Regions from separate parts of the Sus scrofa genome. Here regions 2 and 3 are each linked to region 1. A link is a contact called in public Hi-C data. All regions are on one chromosome and are shown on one strand. The core of a region is the stretch at or near the end of the contact, and the rest is flanking DNA. Distances in the headings are between cores, read along the strand shown.

Evidence for each region. Hi-C and Micro-C count contacts between places; a contact is called where the count stands out from the background.
Region 2: a contact with region 1 is called in a Hi-C map of liver, with 2.3 times the contacts expected there. The contact joins two enhancer-like sites. A contact is called at or near these places in 1 of 5 promoter capture datasets (liver), 7 of 47 Hi-C or Micro-C datasets (embryonic fibroblasts, epiblast stem cells, liver and 1 more) and 1 of 2 datasets of contacts at active chromatin or transcription factors (skeletal muscle).
Region 3: a Hi-C map of liver shows a contact between it and region 1, with 3 times the contacts expected there. The contact joins two enhancer-like sites. A contact is called at or near these places in 3 of 47 Hi-C or Micro-C datasets (liver and skeletal muscle).

Annotation. Positions count from the first base shown.
Region 1 is chr3:14,485,527-14,489,666 of Sscrofa11.1, forward strand. The region is part of intron 5 of AUTS2 (AUTS2, activator of transcription and developmental regulator); the gene reads left to right. Among named protein-coding and RNA genes, the nearest start is that of GALNT17, 540 kb to the right of the region's middle. Within about 2 kb of position 1,680, at least 8 of the 83 cell types and tissues checked have an H3K27ac peak or open chromatin away from gene starts, as enhancers often do. A contact at or near this core is called in liver, where this site is marked.
Region 2 is chr3:14,699,643-14,703,630 of Sscrofa11.1, forward strand. The region is part of intron 5 of AUTS2 (AUTS2, activator of transcription and developmental regulator); the gene reads left to right. Among named protein-coding and RNA genes, the nearest start is that of GALNT17, 320 kb to the right of the region's middle. Within about 2 kb of position 2,054, at least 47 of the 83 cell types and tissues checked have an H3K27ac peak or open chromatin away from gene starts, as enhancers often do. A contact at or near this core is called in liver, where this site is marked.
Region 3 is chr3:14,723,537-14,727,759 of Sscrofa11.1, forward strand. All of the region lies in intron 6 of AUTS2 (AUTS2, activator of transcription and developmental regulator), which reads left to right. Among named protein-coding and RNA genes, the nearest start is that of GALNT17, 300 kb to the right of the region's middle. Within about 2 kb of position 2,830, at least 3 of the 83 cell types and tissues checked have an H3K27ac peak or open chromatin away from gene starts, as enhancers often do. A contact at or near this core is called in liver, where this site is marked.

The DNA of each region.
Region 1 (4,140 bases), core at 430-2,929:
AGCTTTTTAAAAATTGGGTTTTTTTTTTTAGGAGTTTGTGTTGTGGCTCAGCTGGTTAAGGACCCGACATTGTCTCTGTAAGGATGTGGGTTCGATCCCTGACCTCGCTCAGAGTATTAAGCATCCAGTATTGCTGCGCTGTAGGTCAAAGATGCCATTTGAATCCGGTATTGCTGTGGTAGGCCTCGGCTGCAGTCCCGATTTCTATGGAAGTCCCAGGAACTTCCATGTGCCACAGGTGTGGCTATAAAAATAATAATAATAAAATAAAAATACATTTTTTATGTACCACATCTTCTTAATCCATTTATTTGTCAATAGACATTTAGGCTGTTTCCATGTCTTGACTATAGTGCTGCTGTGAAAATACAGGTGCATGGAGTTCCCGTCGTGGCACAGTGGAAACAAATCCAACTAGGAACCGTGAGGTTGTGGGTTCGATCCCTGACCTCGATCAGTGGGTTAAGGATCTGGCATTGCCGTGAGCTGTGGTGTAGGTCATAGACGCAGTTTGGATCTGGCGTTGCTGTGGCTGTGGTGTAGGCCGGCAGCAACAGCTCCGATTAGACGCCTAGCCTGGGAACCTCCATATGCCTCGGGTGCGGCCCTGAAAAGACAAAAGACAAAAAAGTGAATAAATAAATACAGGTGCATGTATCTTTTTGAATTGTAGTTTTGTTGGGATATATGCCCGGGAGTGGAATTGCTGGATCATGTGATAGCCAAGGGGGAGAGGGGAGCGGGTAGGATGGACCGGGAGTTTGGGGTTAGTAGATGCAAACTATTCCATTTAGAACAGATAAGCAATGAGAAGATCCTGCTGTAGAGCACAGGGAACTGTATTCAGTCTCTTGGGATAGACCATGGTGGAAGATAATACAGCAAAAGGAATGTATATATATGTATGACTGGGTCACTTTGCTATACAGTAGAAATTGGCACAACACTGTAAATATTTTCATGAAAAAAGGAAAAAAAAACATTTTTTAAAGCAATTAAAGGAAGTTGGAATGATAGGTAACTATTAGGCTGGCCAGGTGGGATAGGTACATGATAAAGCAAATTTAATCAAATGTTAAGTAGAAGGACACCGGTGTCGGGTATGTGGGGGGTGTTCGCTGTAAAGTTCTTTCCGCTTTTCTGTGTTTGAAATTTTTCTGATACATATTACTGAGTAGGTGATTTCCGAAGACCCTTCCAGATTTTTTTAAAATGCAGCTCCCTGTGTCCCATTGCTGTCTCAGTGTACAACTACGAGAAGGCACAGACCTGGATCCCGTGTTGGGCTGTGCCATTGTAAAAAACTGAAGAAAACAGAGCTGAGGAAAACAGAATCTGTCCTCAGTCACTTTGGTCCCTAGCTGCCTACTCGCGACGTTGGAAGTGACCAGTTTGGTTCCTTTCAGACACTCCCCTGGAAAGCTGTTTGTCTGTAGTTCTCCGGATGAAAGAAGGGTTTAGGCATAAAAGCATCTCCTGTTTCAGGGCAGTGAGTCCTTTGGATCCATCCCCAGTGGAGGTTTCTTAAAGCTCTCCAGCCCCAATAAAGACACAGTGTTCCCATTCACCCACCTTGGCAGAGGCTTAGGAAGAAAGAGGCGAGAAACACTCACTCAGTAAGACCTAGAAGCTTTCGCAAACCCCAGCAGAGGGCACAGTCTTTACCCCTGGGGCCTGGTCCTAGCACTTTGTTACCCTTCTTCCTCCCGCTGACCTCTTCCTGCAGCCTGACAGGGCGATTCGTGCCCCTTTGCCAGGGCCGCAGAGCACGTGTTGCAATGCACAGTGGGTGGACTTTGTCCAGCCAGTTATTAGAGTAACCTTGTCAGCACTTTCCGGGGAGTTTAGCAGGGAGTTGTGCCAAACTAAGACAAAGCTGCGCATTGAGCAGCCTCGGATGGCTGATGAGCTTGGGAGTGCCGGTTAATTGACAGGAGCTGCACTTGTCAGTCTCTTCAGGCCATGGAAGTGGATCGCTTGTCTTTTCCTCCCTTCCGCAGGCCTTCCTCCTCCGCTTGTTGGTGGGTTCAGCATGGCCTCGCCTCTGCACCCAGCACACCTCCCACCTTTGTTCTTGTGTGTTTACTGAGGAATTCGTCTCACTGTGCTGGGATGGAAATGGTCTATTAAAACACTCAGGCAGGACAACACGGAGAGGGAGGAAGGAGGATGAAGGCTGGCAGAAGGAGGGAGGGAGTCATGTGCTGGTTTAATTGGTTCTTTCACCTAATGGTATTTTGTCAATTAAGGAGATACTTAGAGAGAGTGGAATTAATCCATATGGGTCAAAAGCAGCTATTAATTTTTAATCAAAGCAAAATGTTCAACAAATTGTGGCTCTGCTCATACCAATGCAAGCTTGCCACCAGCCTCTTCCCGAAGGATTTAGAGGCAGTCCCAAGAAAAAAATGGGGTGGGGGATGCTCTTAGTTTAGAAAAGATGTGCCTCCTCGCATAGCCCCCTCCCCAAGGTGAGCTCCTCAAAGCTCCTCCATCCTGGTTCTTCAGCATCTATTGCAAATCTTGAGACACAGTAGATACCCACGGATGTTGCTCTTCTGGGGCTCTTTGAATCCCCATCATGTATATCGCTCTGAGGCATTTCCAGCAGGTTTTAGGCATAGCATCTATCCTCTAGGAACTTCTGGTCTGGTCGAAGAGGTATTGGTGAGGCCACTACAGAGTCGTTCGGAACAACATCTGAGCAGGTGCCACCCTGTGTGACAAACCGTATGAAGGCTGGCATTTGTTGGGCCGCCACTGTATGCACTCTGCATAGACCAACTCCATTCATCTCTACCATGACGCAGTGCAGGAGGCATCATTTTTTCCATCCCCATCTGAAAGGCCACTGGGCGCAGAAAGTTTAGGTAACTTGCCCAGTGTCTCACAATTACCGGTTAGCCTGCTAGAGGCTTGCATTACCCAGTATTGTCATTGCCAGCGTGATCCCAAGAAAGCGGGTGAGAGGCAGTGCTGACGGCTCCTGGAGGGCGGTTAAAGGATGAGCTGATGTTTTTGGAGTTCCCATCAAGACGCAGCAGAAATATGACTGGTATCTATGCGGATGTGTGTTCGATCCCTGGCCTCACTCCGTGGGTTAAGGATCAGGCGTTGCCATGAGCTGTGGTATAGGTCACAGACGTGGCTCAGATCGTAGGTTGCTATGGCTGTGGTGTAGGCCAGCAGCTACAGTTCCGATTCAACCCCTAGCCTGGGAAGTTCCATATGCCTTGGGTGGAGCCCTAATAAAAGCAAAAAAAAAAAAAAAAAAAAAAAAAGAAAGAAAGAAAAAAGGATGAGCTGATTTTGGAAGGCACCGGGGAGACATACTCGATGTAGGAGGAATGGTCGCCAGCCCAGTTTGGGGGGACAGGAGTGAACTTTGGGTAAGTGGCATATGAGGTTGGCCAGACCATAGTAGAGGCCGGTTAATGTACTTTTGGGATCTCTAAGGCGAAGGGGAAGGATTTTTGTTTAGGCTGCCCTGAAATTTCTTGTGGCCTGTAGGCTGTTTCCCAGTACAGGGTAAGCTCCCCTTCCCCCATTTCATTGGGCGTCGTGCGGTCTTCATTATCACTCTTACCTGCTCTGCCTCCCTCCATCTGGCATCTTCCTTTTCATTTCTGGCATTCTTAGCTTCTTTGGCTTCCCATTTAAAAAAAAAAAAAAAAGATAGGAAAAGAAAAAAATCAAGAAGGAACCACCATCCAGCCTCTTTCTACCAACTTTCAGAGACTGAATGAGGCTTTCTTTAGCCACTTTCTTGTCCCCAACCCCAATTTGGCTCTTGGGCTTTGAGAGGAAAAAACAGCAGGAGGACTTCGCCACAGGGATTGTTCTTTTGCCTCCGCCTGCTGACAAGAAAGCTGACCATCGGACTCTGCTGTTCCCTGACATTTGTAGTGATGTGATTTGGGGGCATCAGAAGGACTGTATCCCCAGGGTACCTCTCCAGGCTGCTGACAGCCTGTCACTAGGGGACAAAACCTCTCGTTTCCCACTGAGAGATCAGGCTGCAAGTGCAGAAAGCCTGCGATGGGCAACAGGGTGCATTAAATTCCTTCACATTGGCTGGAAGGAGCTGGGGACAAGTCGGGAGAGGTGAACCTCTTTGAATATTTTCTTCTTTGCTTCCTA
Region 2 (3,988 bases), core at 804-3,303, 210 kb after region 1:
CCCCACAGTGCTACCATTTGGGTTGGGGGAGGTGTTGTGAAACTAGAGAGAGAGTGCCTCTTACTTCTGAAATTAATTGTATTTGGAAGTTGGAGAAGAATTATGCCATACGGCAGGCACCCACTTTTTTTCCCTGGAGAGGTTTTCTCGAGAGGGCCGTGAAATCAAGCAGAGATGGATGTTCAACTTCAAAGAGGTGAGGAATGGACATTGCTGCTTGAAACCAGTCTCCATGTCATTTGTATGTGATGTACATCTCTCCCAGCCCTGTCCCTTTTTCCTCTTTCCCAGTAGCACTCCAGGTGACCGTGGCACTGAAGGGAAATCAGGAGCTCTCACCCACTGGCTCTACCCTAGAACCCTCCCAGTTGCAACCTAGGTCTCTGCTGGCCTGTTTGCCCTGTGCTGAGAAAACCTCAGCAACCTTTCCTATGCACCAAGGAGGGACCCTGCCAAGCTGCAGATGGGGAATGAAAACTCCAGATGTTTGCGGGGGGGGGGGTGTCTCCTTGCCCCCAGGTATGGCCTGGTACTCTTGCAGGGCCTCTGTGGTTGGGGTAGTAGCGTAAGGAGGCCAGAATTCTGGCCAGGGGCCCACCAGACTGGACAGAAGGGAGCTTTGGCGCTCTGGTTGCCCGTGTGTTGCTCAGGGGCATCCACTAGGGGCCAAGTTTGTGGTCATTGAGCACCTCCGCCCTCCCCGCCACCCCTTTCGGGCAGGCGCTACACAGGGCGCTAGAGAACACATGACGGTAAATGTTAGGATGATAGTAATTGTGCATTCAGTGAGGCTGTGGCTTTGCTTTAATCCTTTCCCTGCATCTGGCGGTCACAACCAGCGCCACATTTGTGGATGGAAGGTGTATAAATGACAGTGGATTTGAGGACTAAGGGGAGGGGCACTTGTAACGGCCACTTCATGCGCTGGTATCCTTGAGCCGCTGTGTTCAGCCTTTGACCAGGCGGGGATAAGGTTGGATTAAGTACTTTCTTCGAATACTAGACTCTGGCTGCGCACCCCCCCCCCGCCTCCATTTTCAACAATGTACTTATTGAACACCTACTATGTGCCAGGTGGTTTCCATAACTTACTTTCTCATTTCTCATCACAACTACCCTGAGAGCTGGCTCTCTGCAGATGTGACTGGCCTAGTGGCAATACAGCCCCAGCCTGTGGGCCTAGTGGCCTTTCCCTGCCGCGGCGCAGTCGTGGAAGCCGCAGCTGCGGGGAGGACACGGCAGTGCCCGCCGCGCCCGCCCGCCGGGAAGGCGGCCGTGGGGACCTCGGGCCCGAGCCGCGGGGGTGGGAGGGGGAAGCGACAGCTGTCGAGGCCGAGCCCGGGGACTGCGCCCCCGCGGGGCCGACCCGGCGCCGGGGCCGAGAGGAGGGGCGGCGAGGGGCGGGGCGCGCGGGGCGGGACGGAGGAGGGGCGGCGGCACCGGCGGCTCGGGCTCGGCGCGCCGAGGAAGTCCCGCTCCGAGAGCTGCGAGCGTCTGGAGGAGGCGCGCTCGGCGCAGTCGGGGAGCGAAGTCCGGAGCGAGGGGCCCCTGTGCCGCCGCCGCCCCCTCCCGCCACCCGTCCAGCCAGGGAACCCGCGGCGCCGGCGGCCGATGGAGTTTACTTGAGCGGCGAGCCGGCGGGAGAGGCAGGCGCCCGCGAGCGGAGCGCGGGCCGGAGCCGAGCCAGCCCTAGGCGCTGCCCGTCCGCCCGCGAGCTCCGGCCGGGAGGCGCCGCCGGCCCCGCGTAGCCCGCCCGGCGCCCCGGCCGCTGCAGCGCCGCCCGCGCCGCGCGCCAGTGAGATCGGCTCCGAATAAAGACTCCCAGAGCGTCTCCTCCAGCGCCGCGGCGGTGGCGGCGGGACCGGGACCGGGACTGGTCGGCCCGCGGTGCTGCTGGAGAGGCGGGAGCGGCAGTCGGGGAGCCCGAGGCGGCCGCCGGGGAGAAGCCGCCGCCGCCGCCGCCGCCGCCGCCGCGCGCCCTCCTCCTCCTCCTCCCTCTCCCTCCTCCCCTCCGCACATGGTCTCCTTTGTCCTGTCGCCGCCGCCGCCTCGCTCTTAGCTCCGCGCGCCGCGGCCGCGGCTCGGGCCGCTCCTCTCCGCCTCGCCCGCTCGCCGGCCCGCCCGGGACGCCCCTCCGGTCCCCGCCGTGCCCCGCGGCCCCGCGCGCCGCCGGAGCCGCCCGGAGGCAGCGGGCGAGCGCCGGCTGGGCGCTCCCTCCCGGCCGCCCGCCCGTCGCCGCCGCCCGCTTGGCCTCGGCCGCGCTGGATGTGTGCAGGCGCTGGCGCTCGGCCGCCCCGGAGCTGCCGCCCGTACGGATTTGGTTGGCGTGCCTCCGCTTTCAGACTTTCACCTGGAAAGGAGAGACTCGCGCGGACGGAGCCCGGTCGGAGTTGGGCGTTTTCTCTTCGTGTGTTTGGCTGGCTTTCCCCCTGGTCTCTGACGATCCCCCATCGTGAGCCTTGCTCTGGAACCAAACCATGAACTTGGGGCTGACAGGACTGCTTAACCCTTTACGACCAGGTAATGCAGCCCCGGGGGCGCGGCTCCCTCGCTTGCCGCCGGTGGTCGGGAGGGAGCGGCGGGCCGGGGGTCTTTTGTTGCGGCGGCCGGGCCGGCGGGCAGGGGTGGCAGGGGCGAGCTCCTCGCGTCTGGCGCGCCCGAACCCCCCGCCGCCACCCCTCCTCCCTCCCGCCGCCCGCCCTCCCTCCGCGGCCCGGTCGCCCGCCTTTGTACTTTCCTCCCCTGGCCCGCCGGGCTCCGGCGGGGAGCGGCGGCGCGAGCGGCCGGAGCTACGCGGTCGTGCCCGGGGACCGGAGCCGCCCCGAGGGGCTGCGCCTGCCTCCGGCCGGGGCCTGGCACCCGCTCGGGCTAGAGCTCTGGGCGCTGCGCTCGCTACCGGTGCCGGGGGTAGCGCTTCCCCGCGCAGAGGTCGGGATCCTGGCCCGCACGCGCGGTGCCCAGGGAAGCGAAAGGAGAGCTGGGCTGGGATCGCGGCCGCTGGGCAAAGAACTCGCACCCAAGTTTCGGGGAGGTTTCTCTTTTCTGGTTGCAAAGCCCCTCCGGGTGCGGGTGCGGGTGCGGAGGGCCGTCCGCGGGGTCCGCGAGCGAAGGGAATGAAGGTGGACCTTTAACAGGAGAGGCTGCGTCCCACCCCTGTCTGCTCCTCCGAAGGCTTTTATTCGTTTTCCTCATTCTCCGTGTTCCTTCCTTCAATCTCTTTGACTTATTTAACTTTTCTTTAAACACCAACTACGGCGTCTAGCAATTTTTCAGTATTAACCCCCCCCCCATAAAAAACAGCCAAGAGGGAGCTTTGTTTTTCTATCCTTTCTAGATGCAGCCACTTCACGCCCTCACTCTCCGAAACCGAGCGAGGGGGATGAAACGAAATGGCGAGCAAAACCTGAAGTCGTTAGTATGTAGAGGTGCCCCCGTGGTAAAAAAATAAAGGAGAGGAGAGGATCTGCTCGCTAGCTAAGTCTCGGCTCGGCACGTTTCCATTAGCCGAACTGCTGATTATAAAGGGGGGGGGCAGGAAAATGTTCCAGGTAATGTAAGGAATTGCAGACTTTTTCCTAAAAACAGTGAAAAAGAAAACATCCCAAAGATTAAGATCCAGAGAACCACAAATTTGTTCAAATGCTTTCAAGCGCAAGTAGAATCTGAAAGTTCAGGGAGAAAAAGCTGAGAATGTTCTCGTAGTTCCTGCTTCAGACTCGGGCTGAGAAGCTCTTTTCTGACTTTTCAGGACAGTGGTCCGCCATGGTTGGAACCACCTGGGCGGCAGAAAGAAATGCTGCAGCTCATTTTATGATTAGCCTGAGCCCGCTGCCCTCGTTTCTTCTGGGTGTTTTTACATGGAGGCCTTTTTGAGACCCCCTGCCTCCTTCCCAGTTGCAAGGCATGTATCAGAAAATTAAAGGGCTGGAAGAGCTTTTATTAGCATACTCCCAGGTCGCCGTAAATATTCTGTCGGATTTATTTCCTT
Region 3 (4,223 bases), core at 1,580-4,079, 240 kb after region 1:
GGACACACCAGGTGTCATGGTGAAATGTCACGATGAAAGGGAGACAAATTGCTGCTAATGACTTCGGGAGCTCCCCCCATGGCTCAGCAGGATTGTTGGCCTCTTGGGGTCACTGGGACGTGGATTCTTTCCATGACCCTACACAGTGGGTTAGTTGCGTTGCCGCAGCTGTGGCTTAAGTCTCGACTGCGGCTCTGATCCCTCTCCTAGGAGCTCCATATGTCATGGGGCAGCTAAAAATGACCAAAATAATAGTAATAATAATAATGATTTGGGGACAACTGGCCTTCGCCAACGAAGATTTGTGTTCCCCTGGTGACAGTTCAAGTTTGAGAGTTCGTGGACCTGCCGAAGGCCCTGGTTATGGTAGTTAATGTTGACTGAGTGCCTACTCTGTGTTCTAATCATGTCCCGTGGAGTGATCTCGGAGCCCTCACTCTTGCCCCTTTTCAAGGCAGACAGTGTCGTTCACACCATTTTGACTCTGGGGAAACTGAGGCACAGAGAGTCTGGCAGGTCACCCAGGGTCCTACACCCAGTTCAGTGCTTCATCCTCATTTCCGGCTACGTCAGCCCCCAGGCTGTCCTGTATCTTCTTCTGAGGTGTTTTCCAAATGTTTGTTGAATGAAAAGGGACGTACAGCGTAGACCAAAGTATCACCTTCTAGGATCTTGTGTTGCCATGAGCTGTGGTGTAGGTTGCAGATGGGCTTGGATCCGAGTTGCTGTGGCTGTGGTGTAGGCCGGCACCTGCAGCTCTGATTGGACCCCTAACCTGGGAATTTCCATATGCCATGGGTGCAGCCCTCAAAAGACAAAAAAGTATCACCTTCTGAGTATTTGCTTAGGGTTGCATAGCTCTGAAGGCCTCCTTAACAGGCAAATTCTCAGTCCTCTTCTCCGATAGCAAATGGGGCCTGCATTGGAGCAGGCAGGGAACATCCTATCACTGTGAGTCTCTAAGACACAAATTTTAAAAACAAATGGAAAAGCCAGTTACACCCCACAAAGGTGAAGTTCTGTTTTTTTGTTTGTTCTTCTGTTTTTCTCACTTCCCAATTTTCCCATCTCTGGAGGCAGTTTAGAATGGGTTCCTGAAGAGCTGGAGGTAGCTTGGGGACTAGATATTAAGCTGTAAATTTCTTCCTTTTTTTTTTTTTTTTTCCCTTTTTAATGGCCACACCCGCAGTGCGTGGAAGTTCCGGTGCCAGGGATTGCAACTGCCATGTACACCACAGCTGTGGCACCACAGGGTCCTTTAACCCACTGCACCAGGCCAGGGATTGAAACCAAGCCTCTGCACCTCCTGAGCCACTGCAGTCAGATTCTTTTTTTTTTTTTGTCTTTTGACTTTTTAGGACCATACCTGCAGCATGTGGAGATTCCCAAGCTAGGGGTCGAATCAGAGCTGTAGCTGCTGGCCTACACCACAGCCACAGCAACGCTGATCTGAGCCATGTCTGCGACTTACACCACAGCTCACAGGAGTCTGAAAGCCTTTCCTGCCAACGTCGGAATCATTGCCCCATGGAGTGTATTATAGGCAGATCCACGGTTCACTGTGGAGCTTTTCCGTTTTATGCCATCAGGCTGCCAGGGGATTTAGTGAAACCTAAACTTACTTTGTTTGCTGTAATATTGACAGGACTCAAGAGTTTAAGGAAGTGGAGAGAGCTCGTGCTGCCTTAGGGATACTGTTGGGGTGTGAGCATCCATCATGCCTGCTGGTCTCAGAGTCACACGTCGGCAGGCTGGTCTGTTGGGATCATGCCTGGGGAGGGAGAGGTGGCCTTGAGGCGGCAGACAGCTGCTCTCGAACTTTCCAGTGTTCTTCCCTGCAGGCATGTTTCTGCAAGGGGTTGAGGAGAAGGAAGTGGTTAGTGGGGATCTTTTTAAAAAAATTTATTTATTTTTTATTACTCAATGAATTTTATTACATGTATAGCTGTACAACAGTCATCACAACCCAATTTTATATCATTTCCATCTCAAAGCCCTAATGGATCCCCCCACCCTCCAACCTCTCGTTTCAGTTTTCTTATTGCTGGTGTTTTTTGCGTGCAGTGCACACACACACACACACACACACACACACACACACACGCACGTAGACACATTCATGCCCCTTCGCTTGCCCTGCCTCTCTCTGGAAAGGTGCTGTTAGCCTCACCACCAGACTCTTCCACGGTGGTGTTTCTCACCAGCTCAAGCCTGTTAACCCCCTTAGAATTGCCTTTGGGCTTTCGGCAGCCGAGGACTTTCTTTTAAACCCCTTCAGGTAACAGCACATCTCTCTACACGGCTGAGAGAGGCTTGCTGTGAAAAGCTTTCTCATGCCAGGGGCATCCGTTCCCGCGCACATGCCTCCCGGTTAGAAGGGGTGTCCCATGTCAGGTGACGGCGTAAAGAAATAGCTCGTGCCCCATAAAGCACAAGAGTCTTTAACAAGAGGGACCAGCACAGGGGCAGTTTTGAGAGGACGTGAAAGTACAATGGAAACAGCCATTCTATACGTCTGGACGATTTCAGTGGAAAACCAAAACCCCTTCGACTTGTCAGTATCAAGGATTTTTTAAAAAGTATTGACTTATCTGATAGTAATAGTGGTAGTGCCCTTGGCTAAGTGCCAAGTACATGCCACCTGACACATTGCTGTGCCCCTGGTAAACATCTCTCTAATAGGTACAAGGGACCTCCAAGGCTGGTGTTGTCACTGCTTTGCCGCGGCTCAGACTCATGACCTGCTCCCATGACTGAGGTGTTTTGGAGCCAGAACTTCATTGGCGTATCTACCCATCCATTGATCAGATACTTGAGTGCCCCCTCGTGCCAGGACAGTGGACATTGAGATGGACATGGCTCTGTTCTTGGCAGCTCATGGTCCTGTGGGGTAGTCCAGATTGACTCCAGGGCTATTGAACCATGACCTGTTTGTTTTGTTTTTTTTTAATTTTTCCTTCAGGAGATCCTGTCGTGGCTCAGTAGTTAATGAATCCGACTAGGAACCATGAGGTTGCGGGTTCGATCCCTGGCCTCGCTCAGTGGGTTAAGGATCTGGTGCTACCATGAGCTGTGGCGTAGGTTGCAGACGTGGCTCGGATCTGGTGTTGCTGTGGCTGCGGTGCAGGCCAGTGGCTACAGCTCCTATTAGACCCCTAGCCTGGGAACCTCCATATGCCGCAGGTGCAACCCTAGAAGAGGCAAAAAGACACACACACAAAAAGTTTTGCCTCCAGTTTTTTCTTTTCTTTTTTTTTTTTTGGTTTTGTTTTAGAATTGCAACCCTACAGAAATGTTGAAAGACTACAACAAATGTCTATGCACTCTTCATGTAGATCCACCAAATCTTAACATTTTGCCACACTTGGCTTTTAAATCTTTTTTTATTTCTTCTTCTTATTTTTTTTGCTAAATCGTTTTAAGTGAAAAGTATCAGAATACTTCAGTTCTTCTCCTGTATTTTTCTACGGAACATCAATACCATCATCACCTAAAAAAAGTTTACTGCGATTCTGGAATTTTGTCTAAAGGTCATGTTGAACTTACCTTGTTTGTTTCCAAAGTGTGTGGGTGCATTTTTTCTCTTTTGGATCCACAGTCCAATCAGGGTTATGCTTTTGGCACGTCTCTGTGGCCTCTTGAAATCAGTGTTGAATTCCATCCCCCCTCCTCTCCCCCCACCACACCCTTTTCAAAGTGTGTTTTTTAAGTGACATGGACTTTTGGAAGGGCCCAGCCTCGTTGTCTTATAGGATAAACCTCATTATGAATTCCTCATAGTGGCAATTAACTTGGGACGCATTAACTGTTTAGTTATTTTAATCCCGTTTTTCTGTCAGCTTCCACACCACTTGAAACGATGAGTCCAGTTTTCTTAGCCATTTCTCTTGGATGTGTGTAAGTCGCTGCTTTGCATGTGCAGAAGAACTTCGGCATTTGTGTGCGGCGTGGTCGTTGTATTTTGTAGGCTGTAAATAATTACGATTCAGGCAGATGAGCCTTTGGAGCTCTGGATTCCAGTGGACTTTAAAGATTCGCCTCCCCACCCCCTAAATTTGCAGAGATTAGTTTAGTAGTTGCCAACAGCCCTGGAACTGGCAGAACGCTTAAGGCATAATCTTTTCATTAAAAAAGGATTTAACTAATTAGACTTGATTATCAAGCTGACAGGTTAATTGATAAGGGGAAGTGGGGCTCAGGCACTCTTAAGGTGGGAGTGAGCG